Linked DNA regions of Mus musculus: region 1 is linked to region 2. A link is a contact called in public capture Hi-C data. All regions are on one chromosome and are shown on one strand. The core of a region is the stretch at or near the end of the contact, and the rest is flanking DNA. Distances in the headings are between cores, read along the strand shown.

Region 1 (5,098 bases), core at 1,332-3,831, 440 kb before region 2:
CCCAGGCTGGTCTCAAAATTGTGGTCTTCCTGCCTCAGCCTTCCAGAGGGCTGGGAGTATAGGCGTGTGCCACACCTACCTAGGAAGAGACATACCAACAGCCAATCCAGACACCTGGATTTGGTTACAGGGAAAAAGGAGAGGAGGATGTCGCATAGAGAGGGCAGTCTTGAACGCTGTGATCACAACATGGAGTTCAGAGCGCCCTGGACTCAGACTCAGCAGGAGTACATCTAAAACACAGCAGCCAGTGCAATTTCAATTTTATTATTAAAACTTTATTGCATTAAAAACGTATTCATGCCCTTCTACCCCTGCAAAAACCAAAACCAAAACCATATTCCTCTTTGTACGGATGTTTGGCACGTGCCACAGCACCTGTATGAAAGCCAGAGAACAAAGTGAGGGGCCGAGTCTCTCCTTTCAACATGTGGGCTCTGGGGCTTGAACTCAGGTCATCAGGTGTGATGGCAAGCATTTTCACTTGCTAAGCCATTCTGATGGCCCGAGTTTAAACTTTTTGTTTGTTTGTTTTTTTCGAGACAGGGTTTCTCTGTGTAGCCTTGGCTGTCCTGGAACTCACTTTGTAGACCAGGCTGGCCTCGAACTCAAAAATCCGCCTGCCTCTGCCTCCCAAGTGCTGGGATTAAAAGGTTTAAACTTTCTAGTAGCCACTTAATAAAAACAAATATAAATTAATTTTAATAATATATTTTATTTAACCCAAGATATCCAAAATATTACCATATCAACATGTGAGCAATATAAAAATTATTTTTTGTACCACATCTTTCAAATCAGGTGGGCGTTTTACACTTAAAATATATCTCAATTCACACGAGCCACATTCTCAAGTGCTCTAAGACACTGGTCCTGGTCACTACTGACTGAACAGCACATCAAGGCCCTTGCTGTCTCAGGCCATCACATCTTGGGCCCCTTAGAAGTGTGGTATCTTGGGCCCTTCCCATGTCCCAGAGAATTCAAATGCACATTCAAGGCTGAGGAAATGGGCCGGTTCTGCTGCACACACTTCTGTGGCTGCCTATTGCTTTCATGGTAAGTGGCTAACTTCTGAGCTTGACAAGCATCCATCCATCCATCCCACCCAGCCACCCACCCACCATCCTAACATCACTCATTCTGGACATGGCTCCTGAGCACTGAGTGCTGGGCCCCGTGGTGGGTGGTCTGGGTGGTACTGGGACACAGCAGGGCAGACTGGCCTCATTTATTCCCTCTTGAAGCTCCCAGCAGGCAACGGCCATCATTCATGCTCCCTTTGACTAGTATGGATGCTGTGTGCTCTGCACAAAGTTACAGCGGGCGAGAGAGCGAGCAAGCGAGGTGCACCCCAGGAGGCCTGACCTGGCCGGAGTGGACAGGGATCCAGAAACGAAGCCAAATAAGGGAAGAGGCCACAACCGTGGCAAGCCGCCACGGGCAGATTAAATGTCCTACTCCAGGGGACATGACTGCCAAACAACCTGGCCCATCTTTAAGAAGGATCACTTTCAGCAGAGAGTCGAGGAGACAGGCCCTGAGTGTAAGGTTACAGGAAGATCTCCAGGGCGACACGACACCATGCAAAGAAAAGTAGGAGAAAGGGAACCGAGGACTAGGAAGGGACTCAGCTGGCCAGCAGATGAGTAACTTGGGTCAAAGAATCACATCATGGTGAGCCTTTCCTTAAAAAGCCCTTCCAGTAGCCAGGCCTGGTGGGACACACTGTTAATCTCAGCACTTGGGAGGCAGAGGCAGGTGGAAGCTCTGTGAGTTCAAGACTAGCCTGGTCTACAGAGGAAGTTTTAGATCAGCCAGGGCTACACTGAGACAGTCTCAAAAAGGAAAAAATAAAATAAAAAGCCCCTTTATTAGACATACTTGAGTTTGCTAGGACAGCAAGCAGAGGGGTTGGGGAGGGGTGAAGTCAGCAGTTAAAGATGACAGCAGGATTTATATTAGGACAGGAGTATATTAGGGCTTTCTGCTTTTAGGTGTTTAAACTTCCCTGAAATGAAGAATTCCTTTTTCTTCAGGACAACTGAAGACAAAGGAAAGTTTTAGCCGCTGGTGAAGGAAGGCACTGAAGCTCTTCCTAAAGGGAGAAGTCAAAAAAAAAAACCAGAGCTCCAAGGAAGAAAGTGGTTAAAGGCACGCCCAGAGGCCCAGGATGCCTGCCTTTCTATCTGAAAAAGGCTTGAGCCTGGTCATAGGCGCAGGCCTGGAGACCCAGCAGGCTGGGAGGTGGAAGCAGGAGAGTCAGGGGTCAAGGTCAAACTACAGTGAGTCTGAGGTAAAGCTGGGCTCCCCAGCCTTGCCTTCTCTCTTTTTTTTTTCAGACAGGTCTCACTGTGTAGCGCCCAGGTGCCCTGGAACTCTCTCTATAGATCCAGGCTGGACCTGAATTCAGAGCTCTGCCTGCTTCTAGCTCCCAAATGCTGGGATTAAAGGCTGATCCACTATACCTGGCTTTTAAATAGTATCTTTTGTGTATGAATGTTCTGCCTGCATATATGCATGTGTGCCTGGTGACTATAGAGGTCAGCAGAGGGCATTGGAGTCTCTGGAACTAAAGTTATGGATGGCTGTGAGCCGCCACATAAAGAGCTGAAGCTCTGTCCTCTATAGAGCATCAAGTACTCTTAATTGCCTAGCTGTCTCTCCAGCTCCAAGACTCCTGTCTTAAACAAAACAGGTGATAAGTTTAAACTCCAGATGCCTTATTGAGAGCCTGTTCCAAGGTGACTGAATCTTGTCTATGGTATGGCTGAGTCTCCAGGCCCAGGCCCTATCCCCAGCACATCTTCTGGGAAGACTAAGCAGTAACTGAACACAAGCCTACAAAGGCTCAAGCCTGTGCCTGGCTTGGGGAAGCTACTGTGACATGGTCGGCAGTTATTGGTATACTTTGGGCTTCTGAAACCAGGCTGGCCTCAAAACTTGTGATCATCTGCCTCTCAAGTGCTGGGACAGGTCTGTGTCACCACACTGGTCATTCTAAGATGGATCAAATGGCCATACTGACAGCTCATGGTCACCAACTTGCTGTCCTCACAGCCAGACTCCACAGTGGCAGACTTGTAATGTGGCCAACACCCAGAGAATCTGTCAGCTACTCTGGATGCTGTGACACACAGCAGAGCCCTGACTCTAGGCAGGGATGGTGACATCTGAAGGTTCCTGGAGGGGCAGCTCCAACATGTATTAAGAGACAGGAGCTGTGGTGCAGATGTGACTCAAGAGGACACCCAGGGCCGACCATGACAGACACAGAGGCAGACCTCCTTTCCCCCCACTCTATAGGGCCTCTGCAGGAATGAACAGACTCCTGGAGGTCTGTTTCCTTGTGGCTACACACTGGGGAGCTTCTGAGTTAGTGGTTTCCCACAGAGTTTAACAGGGCTGAAAATGGGGGTTGGGAGTGGGAGGACGGCAATGGGTGAGGCAGAGTGGCAGAAGGGAGATGCAAGCCCCTGTGGACAGGCTGGGTGAGCCGGTGGCCACTCAAGGGTCACTCTGAGAGAGGGCAGGGTGAGGCAGCATACAGAGCTGACAGCCCAAGGACTACCAGGGGCAGAGGGTGTTTCACAAGCCTCGAGAGTAGGAGGAGACGAGGAGACATACCAGCACAGGTAGGAAACAAGACTGTGATTGTGAGACTGCTAGAAGTTGAGGCGAGCGAGGAGAGCTCCCAGACAGTAAGTAAATGGTGAAACACTGGGACTTGCTAGATGCTGTCTCTGGGGTCAGCAGAATGGCAGGCAAAGTCTGGCTGCAGAGAGAAGTGCTTCACATGCAGGCCTGGTCATGCTGCTAGCTTCTGCCAAGATGACCAGACAAGAACGAAAAGCACACAAAGGAGTTTGCTTGCCATCTAGAAGGTCCCAAGGAAGCAGGAATCTGTGTGGCTCCTAGGTGCTGACCTGAGTCAGAGGCATGAACAGAGGGATACAGAGATGTGCGTGTGGGAGGCTACAGATGAGTGATACCCTAGGCAGCACCAGCTAGGACAGGAAGTAGTGGCACACCCCATGCCTAGACCTGAGTCTAACACTGTTCTCCAGTAGAAGGGATCAGAGCTGCCTGGAAAAAAGCCCATGAATCTGTGACACGGTGCAGGGGCACAGAGAAAACACAAGGAGAGAAAACAGGGAGGATGCAGGAGCCTGCCCGGAAGGCAGCAGCAGCTTGGACAAAACAGTCAGAGCAACACTGGGTCAGACAGCTACGAAATGGACACCTTGAGTTCATGCCAACACAGCCACTATAGAAATAAACTAACAACAACAAAAATACAATAATTCTTATTAGAATGTCACAGGCCAGAGCCACTGGTGAGGAGTGCCAGCAGTGGTGACACTCAGGGGCAGGGGACAGTGTCACAGCCCCAGTGTCCTCTGAGTCTGCCAATTACTGTATATTAGCCCTGGAAGGTGTGAACAGTGCTCAGAGGGGCATTTACTGGAAGCTTCATCTTCACCGTAACGATGTCACTGGGGGTGTGCTCTCTATGAGACTCCAGTTAGTCCCCATGAGCATTATACAAAAGCAAGCCTGGCCTTTCCTCACTGTCTGGCTGCCTGTCTTACTGCTGACCCCTTTCAGACATGGTGGCATCTACCTCAAGTCTGAACTGAGCTCTTTATACATGACCTAGTCTCAGGTACTTTGCTATAGTAACAGAAAGCAGGCTATTGTGCTGGAGTAGTTTTAACATATGGACACAAATCCTCGTGACAGTTTTCTCTCCAGGAATTAGAGCTTAAGTGTCCCTTACTTTGAGTGTGAGATGAAGTTCGTGACCATTCTTACAGAAAGACAGTGGAAGTGGACACAATAATCCTAGAGCCGGGGAAACCTGTAGACACCCTGAATGAAGGCCAAGGTCAACTACCTTAGTAGTCTTTCCAGCTTTACATTCCCTATGCAACCCTGAGGAAATGCTTAACAAACGCAGACAGAGCGGCACTCTGACTGCTGACTGCCACCACTCAAGACTGCCCTAGAGAAGAGAAGGCTGGAGGGATCGCCCCGGAGTGGGACTGACGATCAGTGCAGTGTGGCCCCGGGGCCAGAGCTGGAACAGAAAAAGCAT
Region 2 (5,191 bases), core at 1,579-4,078:
TTTAAAGCCTCAAATGCCTTTGATTAGTTTCAGTCCAAATTAGGGGCTCAGTGCTCTCATTTCTGTTAGTGTATAGAGGATCTGCTATTTCCAAAAACACTGGTATTCAGAGGCAGCAACTCCTAGCTGCCTGGGAACTCTTGAACCTGTCTCTTAGTCTTTGGATTTGGGATCTGAAGGATAGCAGAAATCCTACTCTGATAGGCTCCCATTTGCTTTCCTCATCAGGTCCCCTCTGATGTAGAAAGTGGGGCTTTCAAATGAAACAACATTTTGAAGCCTTGTAACTCTTTTAGCAGTTCATCAGTGGGATTACAATCTATTTAGTTTTAATCTATTTTATAACAGAATTTTAGTTTATAATCTATTTTAGTTTTAGAGGCTAGGAGGAGGTCATCTATATATCATAACAGTATAGTTCCAGGAAATAGCTGACAAAAGGGCAAGAAGTCAGCACTTAATGTTTTGAAAGAGCCACAACGTGAGGACTCCCCCACGTTCTGACTCAGGAGAGGCGACACCCCAAAATCACCCACAAGAAACGGTCTTGCTGCAAATTGCAAGAGGATTTTTATTCAAGAGCGCTCTCGGGCCCACAGTCATACACCACGCAGGGGTAGAGGACCGTGGCGCCCTGAGTAGCTGGATAAGGGGGTATTTAAAGAAGAAACCACAACTCAAGGAGGTGGGAAGGGCGTTGTTGGAAAATACCAAAAATACCAGTTAAGAGTCACAAGGAAGTACAAAGTCACAGGTGTCACAAGGAATGGTAATTGTTAACTCTCAAGACAGTTTCTAAGAGCCCCCTAACAATAGCACCTTTGCATAGTGGGTTCCAGCAATGGTCAGGGTGGGTCAGGGTGACTTTCTTTGAATGAACACTCCTTGAACCCAGGAAGCGGGTGGGTGGAGGAATGTTGCTATCTGTTTTATGATTAGCATACCTTGGAGCACTGAGTTTACTACTCTTTCAGTTTCATCAAACATAGTTGGAAAACATTTAAATTCTTGGGGCAACCTGGCCCTCTGTAACCTCCCTTGGTTCTATTTTAAAACAAATACAGGTTGAGTCATCTCTGCCAATGGGAGGTTGAAGAATGCATCTTTCAGGTCCAAGACAATGTACACCTCTTTTTCTGGAGGAATTAGACTCATGAAAGTATACCGTTTCAGGACCATCGGGTGGCTGATCACTATTCTCTTGTTTGTTTTCTTTGGAGTTTGGACGATTCTCTAGTCAGAGGTCCCAGGTTTCTTCACTGGCAGAAGAGGCATGTTCTAAGTCGGTTTCTCTAAACCAGGCAGTATGAACTGTGATTTCCTTCTTTTGTTTCTAGGGCAACTGTGTAATTTTTTAAAAATCTGGTAGAGTAGAAATTGGTTAGTTAAATTTGGTGTTGGGCCAGTCCTAGGGATTCGGTTTCTCCCTAGGACTCACCCACAGGAATCTTTGTTGTCAATCTGAAAGATAGTCCAACTGTATCTTTTGATTGGTGGCAAGACTTTCAGCTAGAAGATATTCTTCTGACAGAGGGCAAGACACCAATATTTTCTTGGGTATCTGTAGTCTAACTGTCTCATCAATCAAGAAGGTGATTGTGGCTTTCAGTTTACGCAAAGGGTCTTTTCTCTCAATCAGTTGTTTTTGTTACCTTTTGAGCTACCTCCAGAAACTGGGACCTATTTATACATTGAAATTCATCTAATTTGCATAAACATTTTCCTCATACCTGGGATTGCTATGTGACAAGGCAATCTTTTTAGCAGCTGTCTTTAACCCTTCTGAAAAGGGCCTAGAGAAAATCACCTGTTTGGTCAGTGTTGGACAGAAGGGAAAATCCATTCTATCTTGGCTGCACTATCTGGTAGCAATCCTTCTACCTAAGCAGATGCATTTTTCTGAGAATAGTGGGTTTTAAGTTTTCCAATTCTATAGGTTGTTGGCATCAAAAGACCAGTTTTGCAGATCCACTCCAAACTCAAGATGTGGCACCTAGGTGTCATGTCACCTGTTGCTATGGCGACCACATACCTTCCCAGAGCCCACTTCCCACACTCACTTGCAAACAGATTAGTCACAGCCTATATAAATGATAGAGTTTTCCCCACTTTTTTCCACCTCTTTTTTTCTGTTCCCCTTTGTCTTTCTCTCTTTACCCTCTTTGTCCCCAGTAAAAGCTCTTACATGTGGAACTGCTTGCTAGCCGCTATTCTAACACATCGTAGGTCAATGATTGAAAAGAAGACATGAACTATGAAAGAAGAAAGAGGGAGTGTTTTTCCTTTCTCTGTCCAATGGGTGCAATAGGCGGCTTACAGCAAGTAAGAAGGGAACAAAGAGAGACTATTCCTCCCTCCCTGTGTGCAACTCACTTAGGTGCCTGGGGACTCTTTTGTGTCTCCATACAGAAAAAGGGGCTGATCAGGACAAAGGGTGGGAGTAAAGAAAAGAAGCAAGCAGGTGCTCCAGGAGCCTGGAGGGCTGAGAGAACAGGGTTTTGTTTTGTTTGTTGTTTTCTGGAAGACCTGGTGGAGCCTAAAGTGTTTGGGTCCCCTAACAGGAGAGCACAGATCCTGAGCTGGGAGTGGGATGTCTTCCACTAGAGAAAGCCAACTAGTCATTATAGGGAAACTGTTCAAGGTGGCTGGGGTTGCATATTTTAGGAGTGAACCATTAGTGGGCCACTTGACTCCAAAAGATGGCCAGTTGATTTCAAAGAAGGTCCAGAGCTTTTCCAAACAAGAAACAGACATCAAACCCGTTCTCATCTGCAAAACTCTTCTTTGGGCCAAGCAGCTCACAGCTGCCATTGCAGTCATCCATCTCCATAGCAACAGCAACAGCCGCTGCTGCAGCCACAGTCACTGTGCTAAAAAGGGATTCGAGGTGGCTCTGCATTTGAGATTGAGGGGGTAACTCCCGGGCAGCAGTTGGATCACTCCTTCATTTTAGATGTTTCTCCAATAAACGGAACTAACAGAAACACACAGGGAGATTCACACATAAGCACACAAACTAAAGACAACCAGTAGCCACTTAACAACCATATGCCTGATCAGACTAGGGGGTGTGCAAAGCTTTGGATCCCAGACACTGGCTCAAGACAATGGGTCATTAACCACATCTGGCCTTTCCTTTGTGTCCTAAACAGAAGGTGCCTTTGTTGGGAGCTATTAAGACAACACAATTGTCCTGATCTCTGAATTGGGCCTCTCCCCACCCCCCCCAGAAGAAAAGGGGGTCAAAAGCAGGCCACCGACACTCCGATTCCAAGAACAACCACAGAATGTTCCAGCCCTAAGTCATCATCGATGTCCTGACCACACCCTGATACCACCAAGTTCCTGCTTACCAAAAGCTACTCTGTAGCTGCCAAAAGAAGAAATTTCTATTGCCCCCCTCCCACTGATAAGTACTTCTCCTTTTGCTTGTATTGCCCCACCCCTCCCACTGATAAGTACCTGTACTTCCCCTTTTGCTTGTGCATTTAAGCCTTGGGCCTTTCTCAATACAGTGGGGTCTTGATGCAATTCAGAACATTTCCGTGTCGTTATTCACACAAGACCCTCGTCTCTCTCTACCCACCATTTGGTTCTTAGGAGAAGGTCCCCTCTAGACCCTCGAATAACTGGACCTGCTGGACGGGTCATGCTTTAACCAGACTTATATTTGGAGGTGACAGACCAAGCAACGTTTTAATTTGTTTCCTTTGGGAGTCGAGGCCTCAGACTCTTCCCAAGCGTTAGGCAGTGATTGATCAAGGGGAGTCTTGGGGGACCCGGAAAGTCTTCAGGTTGCATACTATGTCAACACCACTCTTCCTGCTCTTGAGAGCCTCCGAGGCCTCCCGTGTCTTGAGGTTTGGTCTCTAGGGATCTTAGTGGAACCTCCTGAAGTGTTGTGACCTATCCACCAGAGACTACTTGGAGGCAGGCTTAAGCCAATATTAAGTCTTTATTAGCTGGCCAGCAGCTGCACTGGTGATATGGATCCTAGTGTGAATCCCCAAGCCCTTCTCAGTGTAAGCTTTTAAGAAACAAAACTGTATCCTGGGTCCCAAAGGGTGAAGAGACTCCTCTGTCTGCTGGTGGTGTTGGATTGTATCGCCCTGCTACTGCTGACAAAATAAGGCAACTAAACTTACAGAAGTTTTAGAAAACTGTTCTGTTGCTTTTTAATGCCTTAAACCCAGATTAAAATACTAAGCGATTTTAAAGGACTCTAGAATTGCCAAAATACTTCCCATTGGCCAGCCACACAGCAGAACCTTAGTGAAATAAAAGAATCTATTCCAGATAGCCATAGCCAATTATTAAATATCACCATTTCTGTAACTATATAAGCAGAGTGTACTGACTGTGGGGAGAGGGCTGAAAAATTGAGTACTCACTGGGGAACTCAGAGTGACTGCTTTCACTTTGATGGATGGTAACTAACGACAACAGAAACCTAGGTACCATAACTTGTGCAAAAGAGTCACTGACATGCAATGAGGTTCCTCACACCGGACACCTGATGAGCACACATGGAGAACAGCTGGGCTGCCTTTGGGCTATTCTGAATTCTATGGAATATCAACTTTCTGGCCATGCCTATCACTGAATGGCTCTATCTAAGAAAGCAGGCATTGCCGGGCAGTGGTAGCACACGCCTTTAATCCCAGCACTTGGGAGGCAGAGGCAGGCAGATTTCTGAGTTCAAGGCCAGCCTGGTCTACAAAGTGAGTTCCAGGACAGCCAAGACTATACAGAGAAACCCTGTCTTTCGAAAAAAAAAAAAAAAAAAAACAGACAAACAACAGACTACATATCTAACACAAGTGTACAACCATCTGGCTGTGGATAATTTATTTGTACCAGTAATGACATGTGAAAACCTACCAGATCATGTTGGACACATGAACTTACTAGTTGTGGAAGATGGGACCACCTCATCTCAGACCATCCCAAGACCAAAATGTGGCAGACATTCTGTCACATCATGAAATTTTCTCAAGAAAGTTCATCATGAAATCACATCATATAATTTTCTCAAGAAAATTACAATTAAACCACCTGCCTCTATAGCCAGGCTGGACCTTGAGTGCAGTGTCTCCTGTCCTTGACACTCCAATCACCACAGACTAGCCCTCAGATGACCTGCCATCTGGACTTGCCTTTGGCATCTCTGCTCCTGAAAAACACCTGCAGC

The links. Capture Hi-C pulls out chosen DNA fragments and counts their contacts.
Region 1: a contact with region 2 is called in a capture Hi-C map of embryonic stem cells, with 2.9 times the contacts expected there. The contact joins two enhancer-like sites. A contact is called at or near these places in 1 of 39 promoter capture datasets (stem cell-derived epiblast-like cells) and 1 of 9 other capture datasets (embryonic stem cells).

Annotation. Positions count from the first base shown.
Region 1 is chr7:28,193,069-28,198,166 of GRCm38.p6, reverse strand. It overlaps a transcript of Dyrk1b not described here. Among named protein-coding and RNA genes, the nearest start is that of Dyrk1b, 15 kb to the right of the region's middle. Within about 2 kb of position 2,581, at least 25 of the 459 cell types and tissues checked have an H3K27ac peak or open chromatin away from gene starts, as enhancers often do. A contact at or near this core is called in embryonic stem cells, where this site is marked.
Region 2 is chr7:27,754,363-27,759,553 of GRCm38.p6, reverse strand. No RefSeq gene overlaps it. Among named protein-coding and RNA genes, the nearest start is that of Gm10046, 8.7 kb to the left of the region's middle. Within about 2 kb of position 2,828, at least 70 of the 459 cell types and tissues checked have an H3K27ac peak or open chromatin away from gene starts, as enhancers often do. A contact at or near this core is called in embryonic stem cells, where this site is marked.